3 separate regions of the Zea mays genome follow, and regions 1 and 3 are each linked to region 2. The links are chromatin contacts, called in public Hi-C maps. All regions are on one chromosome and are shown on one strand. The core of a region is the stretch at or near the end of the contact, and the rest is flanking DNA. Distances in the headings are between cores, read along the strand shown.

The links. A called contact is a pair of places that touch in the nucleus more often than the background predicts.
Region 1: a contact with region 2 is called in a Hi-C map of ear, with 2.6 times the contacts expected there. The contact joins the promoter of LOC100192730 here to the promoter of LOC542641 in region 2. A contact is called at or near these places in 2 of 25 Hi-C or Micro-C datasets (ear and tassel).
Region 3: a contact with region 2 is called in a Hi-C map of tassel, with 2.6 times the contacts expected there. The contact joins the promoter of LOC103636246 here to the promoter of LOC542641 in region 2. A contact is called at or near these places in 3 of 25 Hi-C or Micro-C datasets (ear, leaf and tassel).

The regions. Positions count from the first base shown.
Region 1 is chr8:160,062,843-160,066,326 of Zm-B73-REFERENCE-NAM-5.0, reverse strand. It overlaps LOC100192730, which reads right to left and starts at 1,435. Exons shown (of 1, transcript NM_001137930.2): 1 at 1-1,435. The coding sequence starts at 1,150. It overlaps LOC100283913 (putative conserved membrane protein), which reads right to left. Exons shown (of 5, transcript NM_001156811.1): 5 at 2,752-3,153. The coding sequence ends at 3,061.
Region 2 is chr8:159,680,413-159,683,840 of Zm-B73-REFERENCE-NAM-5.0, reverse strand. It overlaps LOC542641 (40S ribosomal protein S24), which reads left to right and starts at 1,312. Exons shown (of 5, transcript NM_001112165.2): 1 at 1,312-1,528; 2 at 1,635-1,676; 3 at 1,771-1,941; 4 at 2,695-2,781; 5 at 2,871-3,361. The coding sequence starts at 1,445. The coding sequence ends at 2,900. It overlaps LOC100285164, which reads right to left. Exons shown (of 5, transcript NM_001372180.1): 5 at 3,377-3,428.
Region 3 is chr8:159,986,126-159,989,803 of Zm-B73-REFERENCE-NAM-5.0, reverse strand. LOC103636246 reads left to right here and starts at 1,334. Exons shown (of 1, transcript XM_008658607.4): 1 at 1,334-2,230. The coding sequence starts at 1,431. The coding sequence ends at 1,856. LOC109941645 reads left to right here. Exons shown (of 1, transcript XM_020542818.1): 1 at 1-250. LOC100273643 (NADH:ubiquinone oxidoreductase intermediate-associated protein 30) reads right to left here. Exons shown (of 9, transcript NM_001360283.1): 7 at 3,496-3,576; 8 at 3,307-3,408; 9 at 2,841-3,224. The coding sequence ends at 3,036.

The DNA of each region.
Region 1 (3,484 bases), core at 186-2,685, 380 kb before region 2:
TCGTCAGGCTCGCCAGCTGGCCGAACGCGTCCGGTATCGGGCCCGAGTAGCCGGAGCCGGCCAGGCGGAGCTCCTGCAGGCGGGCGAGGCTGCCGAGCTCAGAAGGCAGCGGGACGCCCATGGGGTTGCTGTCCATGATGAGGTACTGGAGGCTCCGCAGCCCGGAGATGCCCGGAGGAAAACGGCCGGTGAGGCCGTTGTTGCTGAGCGCCAGGAAGGTGAGCGACGTGAGGTTGGCGACGGCGTCCGGGATGCCGGCGGTGAGGTTGTTGGAGCTGAGGTCCAGCTTCTGCAGCTGGCGCAGCTCGCCGAGGCGGCTCGGGATGGCGCCGGAGAGCGAGTTGTAGCTGAGGTCCAGGCCGACAAGGCTCTTGAGCTGGCCGATCTGGCTTGGCACCGGCCCCGAGAGCGAGTTGTAGCTGAGGTCGAGGCGCAGCAGCGACGTGAGGTCCCCGATGCCCGGCGGGATCTCGCCGCGGACCAGGCCGTTCTGGGAGATGGTGAGCACCTGGAGCGACCGGAGGCTGGCCAGCGCCGGCGGCATCACGCCGGACAGCGCCGGGTTGGCCCGGATGCTGAGCTGCTGCAGGCCGGTGGCCGAGAGGTTGGCGGGCGGCGGCAGGGCGAGCGCCGTGGTGGCGGCCGGGTTGGTGAAGCAGTCGACGAAGAAGAGGGACTGGACGTGCGGCAGGGTGAAGACCTCGGGAGGGAAGGACGCCGAGTCCTTGCACGTCGGGTTGGGCTCCACGCCGAAGTCCAGCCGCGTGACGTGCATGCGCGCCGCGCCCGCGTCGGCGGCCGGCTTGCACTCCAGCCCCGGCCACGGCCCGCCGCAGGGGTCGGGGCTCTCGACGCGCCAGTCCCGGTCGGAGGACACGGCCTCCATGACGCGGAACAGCGTCTCCCTCTCTGTTGGATCCATTGACGCTGCGTCGGCGACCGCGGGGAGCAGGGACAGCAGCAGGGCAATGAGCGCCGGCAGCATGGTGTTCGCGCTCGCGCGTGCGGCTCTGGGGTTCTGGGCTTTGGGGACTGGGGAGAGTGAGTCTCGCCATGAAGCCTTTGCACTTGCACTTGCAGTAAAACAGGGGGTTGCACTTCCAGTAAAGAAAACAGGTGACTCGCGTGAGCGACTCGATTGACGCGACATGAGAGAAAGCGCGCCAGATACAAGCAGAACAGGGGGGGGGGCACCGGCACGGGGCCCGTCCAGGCAAGGCCTCGCCGTGCGTTCGTGTCGCCCGCCGTAATCCCACAAACGGAGGTCCGCATCCAGGATCTTGCCTCCGCTGTAGCAGTAGCCAGTAGGGGTCACTCACAAGGAACCGCACGCTTGAGGTTCTTGCTGTATAGTAGCAGGATCGAGTAATACAGTGTACGTAGTTTGACTGGTCGTGCGCTAGCTACACCCTGAATGAGAATACAATTTTAGCACATAATATTATGCTTTACTATTTTAAGAACAATCAATTATAAATAAAACACCAATACTTTATAATAAAAATAAATATCATAAAGTTGATTATAATTTTTATTTTTTTTATAATAAATCAATTTAGAAGTGCAGACATGAACATTATTCTTAGAGAGATTTAGGTAAGCGCGAATGTTATAAATCGAGACGCAGCCGTACTCCTACACACTGTCACTGAGATCGCTGGATGGTTAAGTGTAAAAGGGGGGGGGGCCGTTGCCTCCCGTGCTCCGTTGCCAACTGTGGAAGTAGGATGGCGGTGAACAAGAGTGCAAGACAGAAATCCGAACACTGATGAAAAAAGACTCCAAAGGATTCAGGTGTCACACGCCGCGGCAGTGGAACGACCCCGCACCCGCACGTCGGCGCGAGCCCTGGCTTTGCCCAACACCTCAAAGGCCCAAATCCCAACCCTGGTGTGGGCTGTGCGTCGGCACGTCCCAGCCGACGTGACAAAAAAAAAGCTGTTCGACTCAGGCATTACTGGTACCGAAGGCAATAGTGTTGGGTGGTGCACTGCAGACTGAGCCACTGAGATGACCGATCAGCGCCGGATTCTCTACAAAAGCACGCGCCATGTGATGCTTGGCAGAAGGATGGAGAGGTGCCTGCAACCGCGTCACCTCGCGACGCACATGTCCCATCAAACGCCTTCAAATAAAGGAAGCCCCTGTTTATTGTTACGAGATTACCGGACAATCACCACCTGCTACAGTGCCAGCTTGGCTCTTTGCTCAACGATAAATAGATAGAGCTGGTAATGAACCACAATCCAAATAATTCTTAACATGACTTCTTCACATGACTCTAAATAAATTTTAATTTAAAAATTAATAGAAATAGAATCCGATCGTACCATTAAATCTTATAATGTAAAATTCAGAACTCATTGTCACTTATATGAATACCTATTTTTAGTTCAAAAATGAACTAGCCACCGTCAATGGAGGTAATATTAAAGTACACATGATACTGAAGTTTACTTTTATTTTATTTTACATGGCATCTGACACTCATCAGTTTTAATTTGTGATCGATTTTTTTACCAAGAAAACCTCCCTAGAAATAGAAATTGATTGGTATCATAACTTAAGAATCGCACGCAAGAGAAAAAAAAATAGAAAAAAACTAGTATGTTCTGGAAAGTGGTTCTTTGGATAAAAATGAATCTCTAGGCTATACATAAAATAATTCTGTGTGTGGAATGATTTTAAAGAAAGTACCTTTTGCAGCTCTTAATCTCCTAGTTTATTTTCAGGAATTACTTCACGTAATTAGCATAAAATCACCCACTTCTTAATAAAAAAAATTGTTTTCAGCTCCCAAAAAACACTTTGAGAGCTCTATCAAACAGATCCTAATCAACATCTGCCTAAGTTAACAGCATAATTAGAGAACTCCTCAATGTAACTGAAGGAAAGACAGTTTTGCATTTTCACAGTAGGCATAACAAAGACCGGAACCTAGAGAAAGTTAGGATGGGCCCAAATGTGAATCTATGATTACATTTCAGATGGGCAAAATATGGCAGCTACTACAAGAATAAAATTCGAATAGTGGATGCAGACCTAAGTCAAAAGGAAAAATTAAGATCTCCAACTGACGAGCAGCTGCTGCGTTAGAACAGCCAATATGGCACCAATAGAGATATTCAGTACATTGACAATATCGTTATTCAGCTGCATAGAACAATATTCACCATTAGTTTCAAGAGAGAGAGAGAAAAATCCACGAAGTATACAAGCCTAAGCGTGGTATACTAAGAATAAGAAACAGTGAAGCTCAATATAAATGGTCTTCCTGCAACTAAAAAAAATCATCCAGAAGAAAACCTTAAGTGATGTCATGGATTCAAGTTGATCATTGTCAACAGAAGCTCAGCCGCCAATAGATACCAGAAACAATATTGACAAATGCACTATGTATATATGATGCGTCCTTATAATTAGTTTACATGCCTAAAAACAGACGCCAAGTGCTGTAGCAGACTAGCAGCTAATATATTCTCTA
Region 2 (3,428 bases), core at 63-2,562:
CACGACGAATGTGCCCGATCAGTTGCTTTGCCACACATGATGTGGCGGTACTGCCTCTACATCTTATCGTGGCACAGGTTGTTTTTTAAACGGTGTTAGAGATTGATGATTTTACAAACTTGGCAACTCTATTTTTTCGTGAATTTTCTATTTTTTAAAGAAAAATAAACTAATTTCCCGGAAATGAAAATCCCTTAAAAAAGTTGTCAAATTAGCCCTCAGTAGTCGATTGAGCGGTGATTTTGAGGGATTGAGAAAATATATTGGACTTTCCAAGCGACCAAACTATTCTACCAATGCATTCAATGCATGCAAAAAATATTCCACCAGGAGTCTTAGATATTCTGAACCAAAATTAGTCTAACGTCTTTCGCAAATGTAGTCAAACACTTAATGGCAAAAAGTATATAGTTTTAATGATTAATGATAACACTAGATTATTAATCAATGATAACACTAAATTATTATGATTAACATATGTTTTGTCGTCAATTTAAGTTAGGTAACATTAATGATGATTGATTGGACCTATATGATTTTTGTGTACCTAATATTTAAAGATAATTATCTATAACACTATAATTCATCACTATAATTTATCAGTTTTAACTTTACAAAACTCACCTAACCAAATCACCCCTATACTCATACCCTTCACTAAATCCAACAAACAAATTTCACCCAGACTTAACATGCCATCAAAACCAACGATTCAGATCGCTAGATAATCCTATCTCTCCTACTCAAATTTAATGAGCAATGTTATTTAGATCACCTCTCATCCCTCCCTCTCCCTAGTGACCCCGCACTCCTAGCCTCTCCCTTCCTTTGCGTCCCACTGCCCCTCTCCCTCACTCGTCACCGTCGACGTCCACATCTCCCCTTGCGTCATCGTCGCCGCTGACCCCTCCCTTCCCCTCTGCGTGATCGTAGCGTTAACACGTGTTATATGCTAGTTAGTTTTCAAAGCAAGCTGGTAACGAACTCCAAGATTGATTGTGAACGAAAGAGATATCAAGTATTAAATGTACAACTAGTGTTATTGTAAGACTATAGTTTTAGTTGGCTATATCTGACATGGAAATATTATAAAGTCTATTGTTGGCTATATTATTGAACTTGTTCGAAAACTCCAAATTGCTCACTCTGCCATTTTTCATGATTGTTTTACTCTTTTGTGATGCAAGTAGATTCGATCGACTCAGCCGAGGCCATCCAAAGCACTAATGACCAGACCATAAGGCGGCCCGTTTGAAGACGGCCCATCGTACTTCACCTAGAAACATCACCAACGGCATCTCCAAGCCCACTATATAAACAACCGCTTCGCCCACCCCTAGGGTTTTCCGTGCCGCCACCCAGCCCCTTAACCCTCGTTCCTCTAGCCGTCTCGCGCAGCCACAGCCTCCATTTCTCCTCCGACGGCGGTGCGGCTAGCTCAACCATGGCGGACTCCAAGGCCACCTCGGCGGTCACCCTCCGCACTCGCAAGTTCATGACCAACCGCCTGCTGGCCCGCAAACAATTTGTAAGTGACGTCCATCAGACCAACACCTTCCAATCATTCCATCGGTGCTCCCCGTCTCGTCCCCATCTCTCACTAAATCTCTGCCTCTCCTCCCTCATTCTTGCAGGTGCTTGAGGTTATCCACCCCGGCCGCGCCAACGTCTCCAAGGTGAGATATCGGCCCCGGTACTGTGTGCGCGGCTCATATGGCGGGAGCTTCTGGCCTGGATCTCAGGGTTGTTCTGCTTGTTCTCTTTGTGTAGGCGGAGTTGAAGGAGAGGCTTGCCAAGATGTACGAGGTGAAGGACCCCAACACCATCTTCGTCTTCAAGTTCCGCACCCACTTCGGTGGAGGCAAGTCCACTGGCTTCGGCCTCATCTACGATAACCTCGAGTCTGCCAAGAAGTTCGAGCCCAAATACCGCCTCATCAGGGTATGTTGTCGCCTGGCCCTTGCTTTCGTTACCTGTAGCTATGATGTTATAAACGCTTGATTATATATACGATGTTATAAACGCTTGATTATATAAGTTTGATAGTTGGACAGTAAAATGCCTGATTACTGATTAAGTACCGCTGGCATCATATGTGTCGCTGTTGCTAATGTCTTGGTAAATGGTAAACTCTTTTGTTCTGTCACTTCGTTTTTTTGTGGGAGCAAGGAGCATCATTGCACCTGTGAAACTAGAGATTGGATGTGGCTAGCACTGCTTCTCTGTAAATGGTTTCACATTGATATGCGTGTGACGCTAATTGTTTGTAAATGGTACCTGCGATTGAGATCATGGTAGTAGAAACCGATGGACATGCAATCTCTATGCTGAAATTACAGTTTTTGCTGTAGCGTGCCTTCCATTCTTGTTGTAAGCTGAGAAACAGTTTTCACTACACAATCTTGTCATTATAATATTTACATTTACGTCACAATAGGTCAACTCCAGATACTTGTCTATATATCATGATGCAATATAGTTTCAACATTGAACAAGAACTGGTCGTGATATACGTCCTCGTTGGCAGCTCTTTTCCTTTGCCGATCTTATTAGTACTAATGCATCATTACTTTACTGGAAGGACATGTCATGATTGGTTTGTAAGTTCTGATTGACGTGAACCTGATGGATGCTCACTATACTGCCGCTACTGAGGCTATTCATCTGCTTGAATTTTTGTGTTTGTATTGCCAGAATGGTCTTGCTACTAAGGTTGAGAAGTCCCGCAAGCAAATGAAAGAGCGGAAGAACAGGGCCAAGAAGATCCGTGGTGTCAAGAAGGTGAGCTATCTACTGACATGCAGTCCTCTTGTGAAGTTTATATTACTTACTGTGCCACGTGTGTAATACATGCTTTACGTCTTTTACAGACCAAGGCTGGTGACGCCAAGAAGAAGTAAACAGTCATTTATATTTCTGTATTACTGTCCTGAACTCTGGGTGGTCGTCTAGTTGCAATGTCATAATTATGGTCGTGTTAGGTTTTGTTCCGCACTCAGCAGTAAGTGAAGTTTTGTAATTCCTGGATGTGAACCTACCCGGATTGGCTGTAGCATGTTGTGAGATGAGAAGGCTATTTTGTCATGCAGTTGTGTCATTTGCAAGCCAATCCATTTTGTCATGCAGTTGTCATTTGCTCACCTCTGATCCATATCAGCTTTGATCGTGCTGCATTTGCGCCAGTGAACAGTGATTGCTCATGAACTAGTTTTGGGTTGCAGTTCGGTAGTTGTTTGGACCTTTGTTTTCAAGGCTAGTCTATTTTTCTTACATTTGTGAATGCCTTAATGGCATGATGTTATCAGTTGTTGGAACAAGTATTTGTTAATGTCGATGGTGCACACACGATAGTTACACGCCATTATGGGTACATTATCATCCAGAGTAAGAGGAGCGCATTGAATTACTGTCCGATCATTCTGGGTATA
Region 3 (3,678 bases), core at 85-2,584, 310 kb before region 2:
CAGCGGCCGCGGCGGCGGCCGGCACCCGTCGTCGTCGTCGGTCTGGCTGCCCGGCCACCTCGATGCTTAGCTTATCGTCATCAATGCGGAAAGCAAGCGTGTCCACTCACACTCAGTCTACGATCCTGTTAACGGTTGGACGTACGCGTATATCGCGCTGTTTATGAGTCAGTAGTCTCTGAGACTGACTGTTGATTTCATTAATTGTTGGTTACAAACAGTTGACGGCAAAGGCATTTTTTTTGAACTCCTCTGCATATCTTTTTTTCATACGAAGTTCGAGGTGGCCTTTATGTGGGTTCAACACTGTTAGACGTACGCGTAGAACAGGAGGCATGCGCGTTCGCCCATGCATCTGGTTCACACAAGCTTCGATCAAACGCGCGTACGTTTACACGTTGCTGAAACTGTTGGCGTAGAACAGGAGGTACGTTGTTGCTTGTTGCAGCCGTTTATAGTAGTATTAGTTCTGGCCTTCTGGGCACTGCGCAACTAACCGAAAGAAACTGACACGGTCGTGTTCTGAAATTTCCAACAGACAGTGCTCACCTTGGAAGAAAGGTTTTTTTTTTCTTTTCTTTTCGGATGTGGGCTTGAGCGGATGTGCTCTCCTTGGAGGTTTCGATTCTCTGCATTTTTGCTGGTTCAAACACGCGTGCGTACGGTGGACCAGTACGTATCATCGTCCCGTAATAGCTTAGGCGCCACTCTACTACGCTACGCACGGAGATGACGATTTCGTAGGCAGCCCCCTCCAAAGTCATCTTGTAAAGAAATCCCCAAAATTATTTGGGGGTGGCATAGCGCATTAGACTGTCTTCAACGCTTCCTTGTACTGCTTCCCCCTCGCTACTTCAGCGGCTACAGTTGAACGCTAAATGCCACAGCGGTTCTCTCTACGAGCCCCCCTACCCGGTAGCATTCTTCTCTCTCCCTCTAGATGCAGAGGAACGCTATCCCACGGCGGCCAGTCACTTCTCCTCCACGCTCGCGCGCGATATCGTCCGAAAGCTACCGGTGCGGATACGGTTGGGTTGGAAATGTATATAGGGGGAGGAATACAGAGGAGACCGCTGAAGAGGGTAGAGATATGGAGAGAGAGATTGCTGACGTGGCACATGAATGGGATATATGGGAGGAATACAGTACTAGTACTATATAGTACTAGTACTGTAGCGTATGTAATTGCGCATAATATACTACTACTGCTGCTGTCTCCCACGGGGCTCACACACACAACGCGGCTGCCGTGCGCGCGAAGCTTCGCGCAGCCGGGAGCGAACACGGCCGCGCCTATATATACTCGCCCCTCCCCGGGCTCCGGTTCGTACTGCACGAGAACCTCTTTGTCCATTCCACCTCCCAGACTCCTCCAGACAGCAGAGCAACCCCGAACCGCGCGCTGAGCGGGAGCGAGTCCATCGGCCGCAATGGCGAGCGCGGAGGAGCTGTGCGAGCGCGAGGTGCTGTGGCCTGAGACGGCCCACGACGAGGGAGACGGCGACGACGCGACGCCCAGCTGCAGCTCGTCGCCGCCCGTGGCGCCGCGGTCCAGAACGCCGGCTCCGGCTCCGCGACCGCGAGGCGGCGTCCCTGGGAGCGAGAGGCCGACGACGACGACGCGTGCGGGCTCGCGGCCGGTGGACATCCAGAGGCCCGCGAGCTCGGCCAGGCGCCGTGGCCACGAGGACGGGGACCGCGACCGCGACTGGAGCGCCGCGACGATGGTGCCGCCTCACGTGCTGGTGTCGCGGCGGCGGCAGGAGGCGCCGTGCGCGCTGCTGCGGCCGGGCGCGCGCGAGCTCAGCCACCTGCGCGACTCCGTGCTGCGCGTCACCGGCTTCATCGAAGGCTGACCATCGTCCCCTCCTCTGTTTCGCGCACATGCAGCAGTGTTCATTCAAGCAGGACTCGTCGACTAGTCGTCTCGTCACCATTCACCGTTTTTTTTTTGGGTCTTTGTAGTTGTATGATCGGCGGCGTTGCCTGTTTCGTTCGTTCGTTTCGTTCGTTCGTTCGTTTTCCTGTTGGTCCATGATCACGTTGCACCTCCACTTGTAAAGGGAGATGTCTGAATTCGCTACTTGCTTGATCCTCCACTCCACCCACTTGCATTTTGGGCGGAAAACATGTACGTGTTCTTCGATCTGAAAAGTCCAGTCTGAATGTCTGGAAGGGTTAAACTCGAGGAAAACGTGCAGATTATTAGGCACGTACAAGTTTCCATTCACTGCCACGGGTAAATTAAACCCGTCTGTTTGATTACTGTAGCTGCGCCCTAATTCACTTATTCCGCGTACACATTTCTCAGCAAGGACTTGGTCACTTCGATCTATACCATTCCATATTGATTGGGACCTTCTCAACTCCCGACCAATACAAAATGATGTTAAGATTCAAGTTTAGCCAAACAAATTCTTGGCGCAAAATGCGTCTAATCTAATCACTTGAGCACGAACAAAACGTGCAATCTAAGCAGGCTGACAATTCTGGATACTGCAACAGTGCTAGCTTCTTCTTTTTTTCAAAAAACAAGATTAGCTGCCCTTCTTTGTATTAAAGAGAGAAAATATCCCCACACATTACACATCTCATACGGGGACCAAATATGACAAGTGGTCATGTTAAATCACATGATCACCTTGAATGAAAAAAAAATTACTCAAATGAACGTGTATAATTCAAACGATCAAACAGTAGTACTCTTAACAGTCAAAGAATTAAACTGAATCCTACTCTCGCATTATCGTCCGGGTGGAATGCACTCGTTTTATCGGCCGATCAGATACTAGAGAGAGAGAAAAAGCAACATCTGTCCAAAGGGGGCACCTTAACTAAATGCTCCATTTTTCTACCACTTATTCATAAACCTCAGAAGCAAAACAAAATCCATTATTAAGTGCATAAAGGAGTTGGCAATCTGTGCTATGGTTACTCCTGTGGTTGTGGTCGGGTGATGAGTTCAGCGGCGCCACTGGGGCAGGGTGATAAAGAAGGAAAGGGCCGATGTGAAATAAAACTATGACTTGTGGAGTTCACAAAGCTCTCAACGCTTTGATCCAAGCAACATCAAGCCTAAAATCACCAGGCCCAGTCTTGGCGCCAGGAACACCGCCTTCTGCGTTTACAGAGAGAGACATCCCCACGATCCGAGCAGGGTTCATTTCCAACTTTGCCTGGATCACATTTCCTCTCCATGTGGGTAAATAGCGATCAAGAGGGATCTGTATGGAATGGGAACGGTTTCTTCATCACTAAAAAAAGTCACATACTCTGGATGTTGATCGATAGAAAACGATAATTTACCTTCAAGACTTCCCATCTGTCTTGAGGAGGTATGTACACAAAAGCCTGCCACGAGTTGTCTTCTTGTTGCCCGGGTGAATTCACCCAATTCTCCGTGTATATCTGTACTTATTAAGATTTCAGATTCTGAAGAACAATACTGACTGGACATTTAATATTCAAGAGTGAGTCTTGTGTGAGAAAACACACTGTAGATATGTAGCATCTTCCATCCCCTTTGATCTTCATTGCTATTGTATCATATGCATCAAGGTCAATGAACCCATCAAACTGAAACAAAAAGTTTTTTTATCAGCACTCCACAGAATAACTTCTGCTGGCATCAATTAGCATTAATAAGACATCCATATTTCTTATTTTGTAGAGTTAGAA